Regions from separate parts of the Hordeum vulgare genome. Here region 2 is linked to region 1. A link is a contact called in public Hi-C data. All regions are on one chromosome and are shown on one strand. Each heading gives the region's core, a stretch centred on a gene start, on an enhancer-like site or on the middle of the called end of the contact. The rest is flanking DNA. Distances are from core to core; before and after follow the strand shown.

Region 1 (5,578 bases), core at 622-3,121:
CCCTACCGAGTTTCACCCTAGACACATCCAGAGCCAAACACTTCCTTCTCGGTGATCCCAAGTTGATTTCGGTGCAACCGAAAAACAGTGACCAACTCCTTGGTGTCCACTTGCTGAAAATCGCAATTTCCAATCACATATTGTTTTGCTTTTGCGAGGCTCAAGACGAGGCTCACTTGTACGCTGACCTGTTCGGCTGTGGGTTGGACCAGTTTCCAATCACATATTTGGGGATACCAATACATTATCAGAGACTCACAAATGCTGAATGGAAACACGTCGAGGAGAGATTACAAAAAATACAAAGTTGTTGAAAAGGTAAACTGCTATCTCTGAGTGGAAGATTGATTATCATAAATTCAATACTAAGTAATATGGTACTATATATGATTTGCTTCTTCCAATTGCCAAAAGGAGTATAACATAGATTGCATTACTTTTGATCAAGATTTTTTTGGCAAGGAGATTGCGAGAGAAATAAATACCGATTGGCTAAATGGAGTGTGGTTTGCCATCCCAAATACCAAGGCGGGTTGGACATTCATGACCTGGAGATTAAGAATAGGGCCCTACTCGACAAATGGTTATTTAGGTTACTAACATAAAATGGTTTATGGCAAACCCTCCTAAGGAGAAAATGTGTGGTTCCAAGGCATTATCACAAGTATATTGAAAGCCTAGTGATTCTCACTTTTGGACGGGTCTAATGGCTACAAAGGAATATTTCTTCTACTATGGATCCTTCTCGATAAAGGACGGTTTGTAAATTAGATTCTCGGAGGATAAGTGGCTTGATAATGCTATATTCCTGGAACAATTTCCTGCTCTATACAACATTACGCGTCACAAAGGTGACACTATCGCCATGGTTTTGAAATCATTTCTGCCAAATGTGACGTTCACAAGAGATTTATTTGGACCGAGACTCCAATCATGGAACATCCTGCTTCAGCGGTTGTCCACGGTACATTTCTCATATGGGTCCGATGTATTTTGTTGGAACCTACATGGGAATGAACAATTCTTAGTGGAGTCTATGTATAGAGTCGTACTCTATTGTGATGTGCTAGTTGATAATAACAAGAAGATCTCGAAGATGAAGATACCACTTAAGAATAAAATCTTTGCACGGTATCTTCGTCGTGGAGTCATTCTTACTAAAGATAACCTTATTAAGAGGAATTGGTATGAAAGTACGCAATGTGTATTTTGTGAGCATGATGACACAATGAAACATTTGTTCTTCCAATGTAAATTGGCTCATCCTATATGGCGAGTCATCCAAATAGCTTCTCGCTTGTATCTTTCTTGTAGTGTTGCTAATATATTTGGCAAGTAGTCACATGAGATTAATCACATGTTTAGAACTCTTCTAAGGGTGGAGCGTTTGCCGTTATTTGGTCGCTTTGGCTCTATAGAAATGATAAAGTTTTTAATGATAAAAATATTTCTGCTATGCAGGTTATCTACAGATGTACCGGGACTCTTCGTTTATGGTTCTATCTACAACGTGTGAAGAATCGAGACGTGCTTATGGAGATGTGTACACAATTGGAAGATACGGCGAGGGATATAATTACCCGACATAGATGGCAGCATGGTCTTAGGATTGCCCTCCTCAGGTTTAGGGTTATTCGAACTTTATTTATTTGTATTTCACCTTTATTTTCTTTTACTCTTTGTAAGAGGAATTTCTTTGATTATATGCATTTTCGTTATGTAGAAACAATCGACAAATAGTCACAACTCATCGCCGAGAAAACAGTTGTAAATACGAATCCATACACTGAAAGAAATACATATTTACCAAGGGTTCTGCCTGCAAAACGTGAGAGCTTAATTACGCTTCCGCAAGAGCGCAACTAGTACTAGAAGGGGGCTGCGCTCTGCAACCTGCGAGCTAAACTCCATTCCCACGGCCGAGGGAAGAGAGAGAGAGGCCAACCGCGAGCCGAGAGCGCCACGCATCGCCATCGCCGCAATCCCAATTCCCACGCACGCCAACCAATCCTGCCCTTAACCCAATCGGGAACGCTACCCAACCGAATCCGCCAGCAGAGGCCGCGCTTGCGGTGGCTTGGACCGCGCGCGCCCCTTCCCGCCGCCCAGGAGCACCGCCAGAGCTCGCGGTGCCTTTAATGGCGCTGGAGACTTCCCCCGCGGTCCGTAGGCCCGCCACGAAGAGGATTTAACTCGCAGGCTCCTTGCTCCGCTCCGTCGCAGCGCACGCACCACTTGGTGTTGACTGTTGACAGAGGCGAGCACACGGCGTCGGAGATGAATGGCCGGGCTCGGAGGCCGGCGGCGGCGCACGGCGCGAAGGCTGCCCCGAAGGGCGACAGGGTAGGCCTCCTCAACCCTGCCTCTCCGCTTCTTCCGCGACGTCTGGCTCCGCCACTTGCATTTGGATGATTAGAATTAGCATTGCGCGCCTTTGTTCGTGGAATTGAGCGCCCAGGAGGTGACAATGTGCGGTTATTTCTTGGGTTTCCGTGCGGGGCTCTCGATTCCCCGGTCGCCCTCGGTAGCCACCGCCCGCATGATCGGAAAGCTTGCGGCTTTGCCGTCTGTTCAGTCGTTCGAACTCCGTGTTTGAATGTTTTTCCCTTTTTCCCCTTGGGTTCCCGTGCGCCTTTCCGTGGTTGTTTAGCGTTTGTTGCTGTTAAATCTGCTGCACCGTCCATGTTGTTTTCTGTCCGACGGACTATTTAACGCGGAAGAGTACATCGGCCAGCACTGTAGTTTCGTTTGGTGTTCGTGCAGTGCCAAGCGACGATCCATATGGGCAGGGCTCGTCTCGTTCGTCTCCACACGGCATCGGTTGCTTTAGGGAGCAGCTCGAATTGGGTGCCCTCCCGATCGCCGCCGAGCCCCGATTTCCCCCCTCTTTAATCCGCTTTGCTTTACCTTTAATCGACCGGGGACTACAGCCAGGAATCTGTCGCTTTGCTTTTGTTAGTAGTTTCTTTGACAGCCAGCTAGCCGAATGGATGGATGAGGCTCTTTTCCCTGATGGCATTTTGCGTCCAGATGATGCAGAAGGAGCAGAGGAAGGCCATGCCGGCCAAGGCACCGACCGCCAACGCGGCGGCCAGAGGCATGGCGAGCAGAATCCAGTCGAGGAGAGAGCGGAAGCTCGCGCTGCAGCAGGACGTGGGTGAAATGAATTCTCTCTCATTTCTTGTCGAATGCAAGGAATCTTGCCTGCACTGCGTTGGTTGTGACGGTGCTGGGGAAATTCTGCTAGGTGGAGAAGCTGAAGAAGAAGCTGCGGCACGAGGAGAACGTCCACCGAGCTCTGGAGCGGGCCTTCACCAGGCCGCTGGGCGCGCTGCCTCGCCTCCCCCCGTACCTGCCGTCTCAAGTCAGTAGCGCCACGTTCTGCGTACGCGTTGGGCAATTCGATTTCCGTTTGTACCAATTCGATTGTAAAACTGAGTTGTGATGCGCAGACGCTGGCTCTTCTCGCGGAGGTGGCGGTGCTGGAGGAGGAGGTGGTGCGGCTGGAGGAGCAGGTGGTCAACTTCCGGCAAGGGATCTACCAGGAGGCCATCATCTTCTCCTCGGCCAAGAACGCGCACCTCCCCGGCGGCGAGGGATGCGTGCCGGCGCAGCCCACGCCGTCGAGCCCAACTCGAAATGCAGAGCTCTCTCCAACTACCGCGCACCGTGGTCCAGATCAAGCTCCAGCCCGTCCGTCGCCGAACGGCAAGCAAACACAGACACCAAGAAAGCCGATTCCCGGTCCGGCGAACCAGGACGACCACTCCGCCGGCGCCGGGGCAGGAAAAGAGAACCTGTCGTGCAGCAACACCTCGACTAGAAGCTACCGCCTGTCGCCGTCGCAGAAGGCCACCGCCAAATCCAGGGTACCCGCGCCAGAGAAGCGCAGGGCTGCTCCTCAGGTAAAACCAGCGAATTACAGCCTTACTGCGCCTGAATTGTCCCCAAAATATTCTTCCCTGTCTCTACGGGAAGTTTGCTGAATTCGTGCTGCAACGCTGCATCTTTTTGACACAGACGATCAGTACGGCGCCTGACCGTAAAAGGGTCGCAGACGCTGCCGGCAATAATTCAGAGCAAGGAGCGGCCACTCCGGACGACGGCTCGAGCGCGCCCAACAGACTGTCGGAGGAGCTGCTGAGCTGCCTGCTGACCATCTTCTCGCAGATGGGCTCCTCGGCAGCTCCGCCGGCGCTCCCCAGCGGTGAGCAGGACGAGGAGCAGCAGCAGCCGTTGTCACCGTCGGTGTCAGGCTCGTCGTCGGAGGACGCGTACCCGCAGGACCCCTACGGCATCCTGGAGCTGGGCGGGCGGGACGTCGGCCCCTACAAGCGGCTGCACGTGATCGACGCGGCGTCCTTCGACCGGAACGCGCTGGCGAGCAGCACGCTGCTCGCCCGGAGGCTCAAGTGAGTGAGCTCGCTGTCATGGCCACCATCCATCCATCTTGATTGGAGCTGGATTCGGTTGTCCGTTTGACCCGGCGGCGTTGCTGATCGAGTGGGTTTCTTGTCCGGCGAATCTTGTGCAGGGCGTTGCTGCTGAAGCTGGCGTCGGTTGACCCGGCGGGGCTCTCGCATCAGCAGAAGCTCGCCTTCTGGATCAACGTCTACAACTCGTGCATGATGAATGTGAGCTCCGCTGGCACCCACACACCCACCCGCCCGTAATCGTTGGTAGCCATCTCCCGGCTAGTACTAGTAGTTTCCCTGAATTATTCACGTCGTCAGTCTAAGACTGTTTGGCGTGAAATTTCGTCTTCCGGGGGGCGGTTGTAGGTAGCCCAATTATCAGCGTCGCTTTTCGTAGAACCACTGTTTGTGGTATGCTGGAGCTTTTTTGGGGGAGCTGGTTCATAACTACTGAAGTACAGCATGGGTACCGGCGGTAGTTCTACTGCGTGCTTTACTTATTCTTTTATTAAGTTTGAACTGGACTCTGAAGTCTGAACATGTACGTAGTACGTACATTGCTGGCATGTTGGTTCGTTCGTTGATGGTGCTTATACTTTTGGTTCATGTCCGTAGTATAAGTGGCTCATGTCCCCTGCCCCTAATCATCACCTGAACTAGTAGGCTCAAGTTACTACGTAGTACTACTTCCTTGCTGGATCTGAGGTGAGTTTAATATACTTGCGGTTGCCTGCCATGTACTGCAGGCGTTCCTGGAGCAAGGGATACCTACCACGCCCCATATGCTCGTGGCCATGATGCCAAAGGTACCACCACATACATCCCTCGTCCCTGCCCTACCTCCTCGATGCCTCAATGCCTCAATGCCTGCAGTAAGATTGAAGATCGCTTTCTTTTTGTTTGCAGGCGACGGTAGAGGTGGGCGGGCGCACGCACAGCGCCATGTCCATCGAGCACTTCATCCTGCGCCTGCCCTACAGCGTCAAACACGTAAGTCTGTCACCGTCGATAACGCCACCATTGGTATCGTATCTAGCACTAGTGGAATGAAGTGTCCGTCCGTGGCTGAACGTGTGACCCGTGATCGTCCAGCAGGTGCGCCCTGAGGCCGAAGGAACCAAGGGCGACGACGCGGCGGCGCGCGGCGGCGCGTTCGGACTGGA
Region 2 (5,348 bases), core at 2,416-4,915, 40 kb before region 1:
GATCCTGCATCGGCCGGATCCAGATGGCTCAGAAATCAGAATCATTGTCTGCGTCAACATGTAGGCTGCCAGTACGTAGCACTGTGTAGTACGGTCTACGGTGTACCGTCTCATATCACAGGACATCTTGTTAAATCAGCGCCTAGAATTAGGTGGCAAGCAGTACGAGCTAAACTAGCTAGGTACTACGTACGTACTAGAGTAGCTATTTTCTTTCTAAGCGCATCTCCAACAGTTTGTTGGTTAGCTTGTTGGTAAAATATGTTATGTCATCAGTCAATACCTTAACATACAACTACTCCAATGGGTTGTATCTAGTTTGCCCAATAAGATATGAGCTAATAAATAAGGTGCTCTCTCATTCTACATTGAAGCTTGTGCAAGGGTGTTGGTTAATTTACATACAACCTTATTCTCTTTCTTCATTTATTGAATGACACATCATCAAAAATCCTATGTGTTAAAATTACCAACAACCATCTTACAATCATTGGAGATGCCTAAAAAGACACTGCTCCTTGCATGTGGCATGCACATTGGCGGGAAATAATTAACATGGCCAAATTGGCACGCAATATGCGTACGAGCACGACGCATGTACACATATAGCACGGCTCGTGCACGTGGCACGTGAACGAGCAGCCCGGGATATGTGCACCACTTGCAATGTCGCAATTGGCAATTGGCATTACGTGCAGGGCATTACGTTGCTTCAAGGGCAGATTTAGCGGAGATGAAGCCCCGGCCCCGGCCGTTTTATAATGGCCAGGAGAAATAAATTCCACACGTTGCACGGCCATGTTTCCGGTACAGACGGAGTACCGGGCCGGGCGTGAGGTGTCCATCGGAACAGTGAAACGCTGGTGAGAAATTAGAAGGGAAATCACACGGCGGCTGGTGCACATTTGGACACCAGCTAGCTAGCCGTGCGTACGTGAAGTACTGCAGGCAGGGTGCGTGGCCACGAATGGAGTGAAAACCAAACTCCCCGTGAGACGTACGTACGTGCAGTATTTATGAGCCGCTTTCTCCAACTGATAGTTTCAGCTTGTGGTTTCTTCCTTCCCCATGAATGAATGTTTCGCTCGTACCACCGAGACCCAAAGAGAGGGAACAAACCGCGGCGCGTCCACGCGTACGTGCGTGCGGCCGCGCCGCCGTCCAGCTCTTGGCTTGACGGATTTTCACAGTGTCAGCCACGCGTCCGGAAGCGTCTGCGGACGGGTTTCCCCAGCCGTACGTGCATGCATGCCACGGGCACAGGACGTGTGAGGCCAAGCTATTCATGGACCGGTTGATGTGGGTTCCTGCCGTGCCTTGTGTGTAGCCTGCTGGGCTTCGTAGGAAAGCAGCAACGCGCGGGCGTGAGTGGACCACGCACGCACGGCCACACCAACGATCTTCGGTCGATTTGGTTCTTCGGTGCCCACTCCGTCCTTTCGCTACGTGTGCGTGCATGCATGCGATCTTTCACCGTCTCAGTCATCCATTCTGGATATCTACTGTATATAGCTCCACGGTCGTTTTGCATGGTAGATCGATGCGATAAACCCTCTAATTGTCACGTACGTGAGCAAGATTTTGCTGGCTCATCGGTACATTTTCCGTCTACACTCAAAATCAACGGCTCCATTTCCCCATCTCTGTCGTGTGAACTTCAGCGGAGGCAAAAGTAGGCGCTGAAATGAATATATGCTTAGAGTAAGAAGCCGCTCGAAAGTAAGCTTTGTTGGCATTAATTTACTCCCACATGACGATGGCAGGCTTTTGAGGCGCGGCATATATTCTTGCCGGCGAGGCCTCTTTAAGTGCGAGACAAGTTTGGAACCGAAGGCGACGGAACCCAACCTCGGTTTGCCTTGGCAGAAATGCAGGCATTGTCGACACCTGACGCTGACGGTACCTACGTACGTCCACAAATAAACTGCGTCCGACGCCGACGCTCGGTATATGTGCTCTTTCAGGGAGACGAAAGCAACCATGCATGACTTTTGTGTCCGGTACTGAATCTTGTACTACAATGGAGGTAGTACCTCCTGCACAGCTAGCTGCCGCCTCGCTTTCATCAACTTTTTCAGCTTCCGTAGAACGAGACGACGGCCTCATCCACAGTGAAGCTACGTACGACGTGCATCCATAATTCCGTACACGTAATATTTGTGTGATGTAGGGGGGAAAGAAGAGGTGCGAATTCCGTCGACGTGTTGGCCGTGAAAAAACATCATCAGTACTGTGCTGCTGTGGAAGGGTCGCCGGGGCCAAGTGCCGTCGGATCAGTGCTGCAGTCGTGGGGGATTGCATGCCGACTACTGATCGTGCATTGGACACGTGGGTCAGCCGGCAGAAAGGCGTAGAACCTTTTTTCTGACAAAAGGAGGCCATGGACCATGGAACGAGTTAGATTTTGAGATTTCCTTTTTCTTACAGTAGGCTGAGCGTAACGCTCGATCGGGGCGTAATTATGCATCTCAAATGCGTACAATGCTGCTTCTTTTGTTCAATCGGAATGTTTATTAGTACTACATACATACAATGCTTGTGAGGATGTCCTTTGCCGGATTTTAAATGTTTAGAAGACTAGATCGAAAGGGCAGCACGATCGATTTAGACATACTATAACAAAGCCGAAGTCAACTTAAGTTTAGACGCATCGCATTCCATTTTCAGCGACGTACGGGTGACCACTCAACCGATCTTTCTATTGAAAGAAAAGAAAATCGTCAGTTAAACGATTGTTCGATTAGGATGTTCGTACTATAGCTGGAACATTTCTGAGTCGTTGGACGGATAGACACTATCTACGAGAAACATTTTAACCCGTTAAGCAGAGGTGGTGGTCATGATTGACCCGTGCGTAGGTACAGCAGTACAGAGCGGGGGTCTCTGTCGCACAGTACGTAGTATCTCCAGCGTCAAACACTCGGCCATTTTGGGGCTGCAGGTCACGTGGACAAAGGCAGCCGACATGGAGCAGAGCCGCTAGCTGGCCACGGAAAGCGCGGGGATTACCGGATTGCTTCGGCGCTCCGCGATCGGCATGTGCGTGCGTGCGTGCGTGCTCTTCCTCTGCCGCGCCCGGTGCAGCTTTACCAGCCCGCCCACACGTACCGTACAAAACCAGGCCGTTAAAGCCTTCTTATATGACGCTTATATCCAACCGATCGAACGGTAGTAATCTTTTGTAGGATAGGATCGAATGGTCGTCTTAATCTAAACGTGGAGCCGTGGGCTGTCCTCCATCTCCACGCCACGTGCTCCGGGCTTAACATGGCCATATTGCTGGTCACTGAGGCAGAGCAAGTAGAAGGGTCTACTGTTCCTCCTGCATTGCACGGCGCGCCACACACGCACGCCTGCCACCACCACCACCCACCGGCGCAGGCAATAATTTGTACTGTGCCGCACGTCGCAACTCGGGTCGACCGAAACGGAGGCAGGCGATTCGAGTAGTAGTAATGAAACCAGTAAAAGGCGAGCGAAGCCATCGAACGGTCCGTGTAGCATGCAATGCATGGATCCGTCGCTGGAGGCTGGAGGGGCCTGCCGAAGCTGTAAAGTGAAACTTGCTTGCTTGGAAAATCAAAGTGCGGAGCGGCACGCAGCACGCTGCTGCATGATTTACCTGCGTGGCCGGCCCACGGCAGCTGCACAGCAGAACACGCTTGGGCCCGGAGAGACTGGCGCGTGGCCCTGGCCTCACGTTCCGCGGGGAGTGGAGCAATTTCGTGGTAGCGGTTTCTCTCTGCCTGCTGCTGGGACCCGGTCCGCGTGCGTGTCCAGATGTCAGGGTCGTCTACGGACGCCGACTCAACGAGTGACGACGTTCCGATCCGCACGGCTAAACCTCAGAATGGTTTGATATTTGAACCATATCCCTTCATTTATCTTTTAAAATCATATTTAAACCATATCCCCATTTAATGCTATTTTTAACCCAACTAAAATCAAATCCATTATTTTTTTCACCCAAACCAATTTAAACTCAATACATAATCATTGGTTTAAACCCAATACATAACTATCAGTTTAGTTTAATGTACATATGATTACACAAATTAACATGTTAAGAAGCAAATGAGATACGAAAGGCATAAACGCATCTATAACAGTTTAGAAACAAAGTTATCCTTGAGATACAGTCACCACACGGCAAGAGTCAAAAAGAACGTGCCCATGGCTGAAAAACTCACTAAAATGTATTAAAACCAAATTGGTTAAGGAAAGCACAAGCAAACACTTCCAATTTTTATGTGGTGTATTCCCATAATAAATAATTACATAATGAATTTACAACATGCATGCGGATCAAAGATACTCGTTCTCGGTCGTCTTTGATTATTGCATATAACCAATGTCTAAAAATCGGTTTGGACCCATAATTTATAACCGCTAATAACCAAACCGTTTAAACCCATAACCAACTATACCTAAATTGGTTTCTCCACATACCCAAACCAAAACCAAACTAAAAAAATCTCAGCCTAATAAAACATGAATCAATCAAACTCAAAGTAAGAACCAAACCGTTACACCCGTTTTTTTAATAACCATTCTCAGGTTTATGCACGGGGATGTGGGAAATAATACTATATGCACATGGTGATTGATACAAAACTTTAGACGAAAAGACCGTGGACTCACCTAATTGGTTTCCACCTGATTTTCAGGTGGTGGACCCGTACTTATAGTTAAATCTCTATCAATCACACCCCCATCAGCCCGTAAGCCCCTCTAAACTCCTTGTACGTCTAACATTGCTCTGGTTTGCCAAAGAACTTTCTGCCCGAGTATGTCGGTACTACTACCTTCATCTCAGTTTAAAAGGTATGGTTAAATTTACGTGCATCATAATATATAAGGTTTAGGACATATTGTATTTACTCCTAACAGCTAATTACTACTATGGTATACTAGTATTTCTATATGCATGTGTAGTGTGAATATTATTTTTCAGTCCATCTCACAGCCAATCAATAACTACCTAGGTTTCACAACATTTCCAAGTTGACGAAGGGAGTACTACGAGCGTTGTTACACATAAATTACACGGGCCTCCGAAATGCGCCCAAATGTAAACCAGAATTTACTGAGCCTAAATGCAACGTCTGTTGGGGAACGTCGCATGGGAAACAAAATTTTCCTACGCACACGAAGACCTATCATGGTGATGTCCATCTATGAGAGTGGGATTTCCGATCTACGTACCCTTGTAGATCACACAGTGGGAAGCGTTAAGAAACGGGGTTGATGTAGTGGAACATCCTCACGTCCCTCGATCCGCCCCGCGAACCGTCCCGCGATCCGTCCCACGATCCGCTCTGATCTAGTGCCGAACGGACGACACCTCC

The links. A called contact is a pair of places that touch in the nucleus more often than the background predicts.
Region 2: a Hi-C map of leaf shows a contact between it and region 1, with 4 times the contacts expected there. The contact joins the enhancer-like site here to the promoter of LOC123398847 in region 1. A contact is called at or near these places in 1 of 6 Hi-C or Micro-C datasets (leaf) and 1 of 1 datasets of contacts at active chromatin or transcription factors (embryo).

What each region holds. Positions count from the first base shown.
Region 1 is chr5H:464,497,321-464,502,898 of MorexV3_pseudomolecules_assembly, reverse strand. It overlaps LOC123398847, which reads left to right and starts at 1,871. Exons shown (of 10, transcript XM_045093297.1): 1 at 1,871-2,343; 2 at 3,031-3,153; 3 at 3,248-3,364; 4 at 3,453-3,905; 5 at 4,021-4,412; 6 at 4,535-4,634; 7 at 5,162-5,221; 8 at 5,322-5,405; 9 at 5,508-5,578. The coding sequence starts at 2,278.
Region 2 is chr5H:464,539,263-464,544,610 of MorexV3_pseudomolecules_assembly, reverse strand. No RefSeq gene overlaps it. Among protein-coding and RNA genes, the nearest start is that of LOC123398847, 41 kb to the right of the region's middle. Within about 2 kb of position 3,665, at least 3 of the 3 cell types and tissues checked have open chromatin away from gene starts, as enhancers often do. A contact at or near this core is called in leaf, where this site is marked.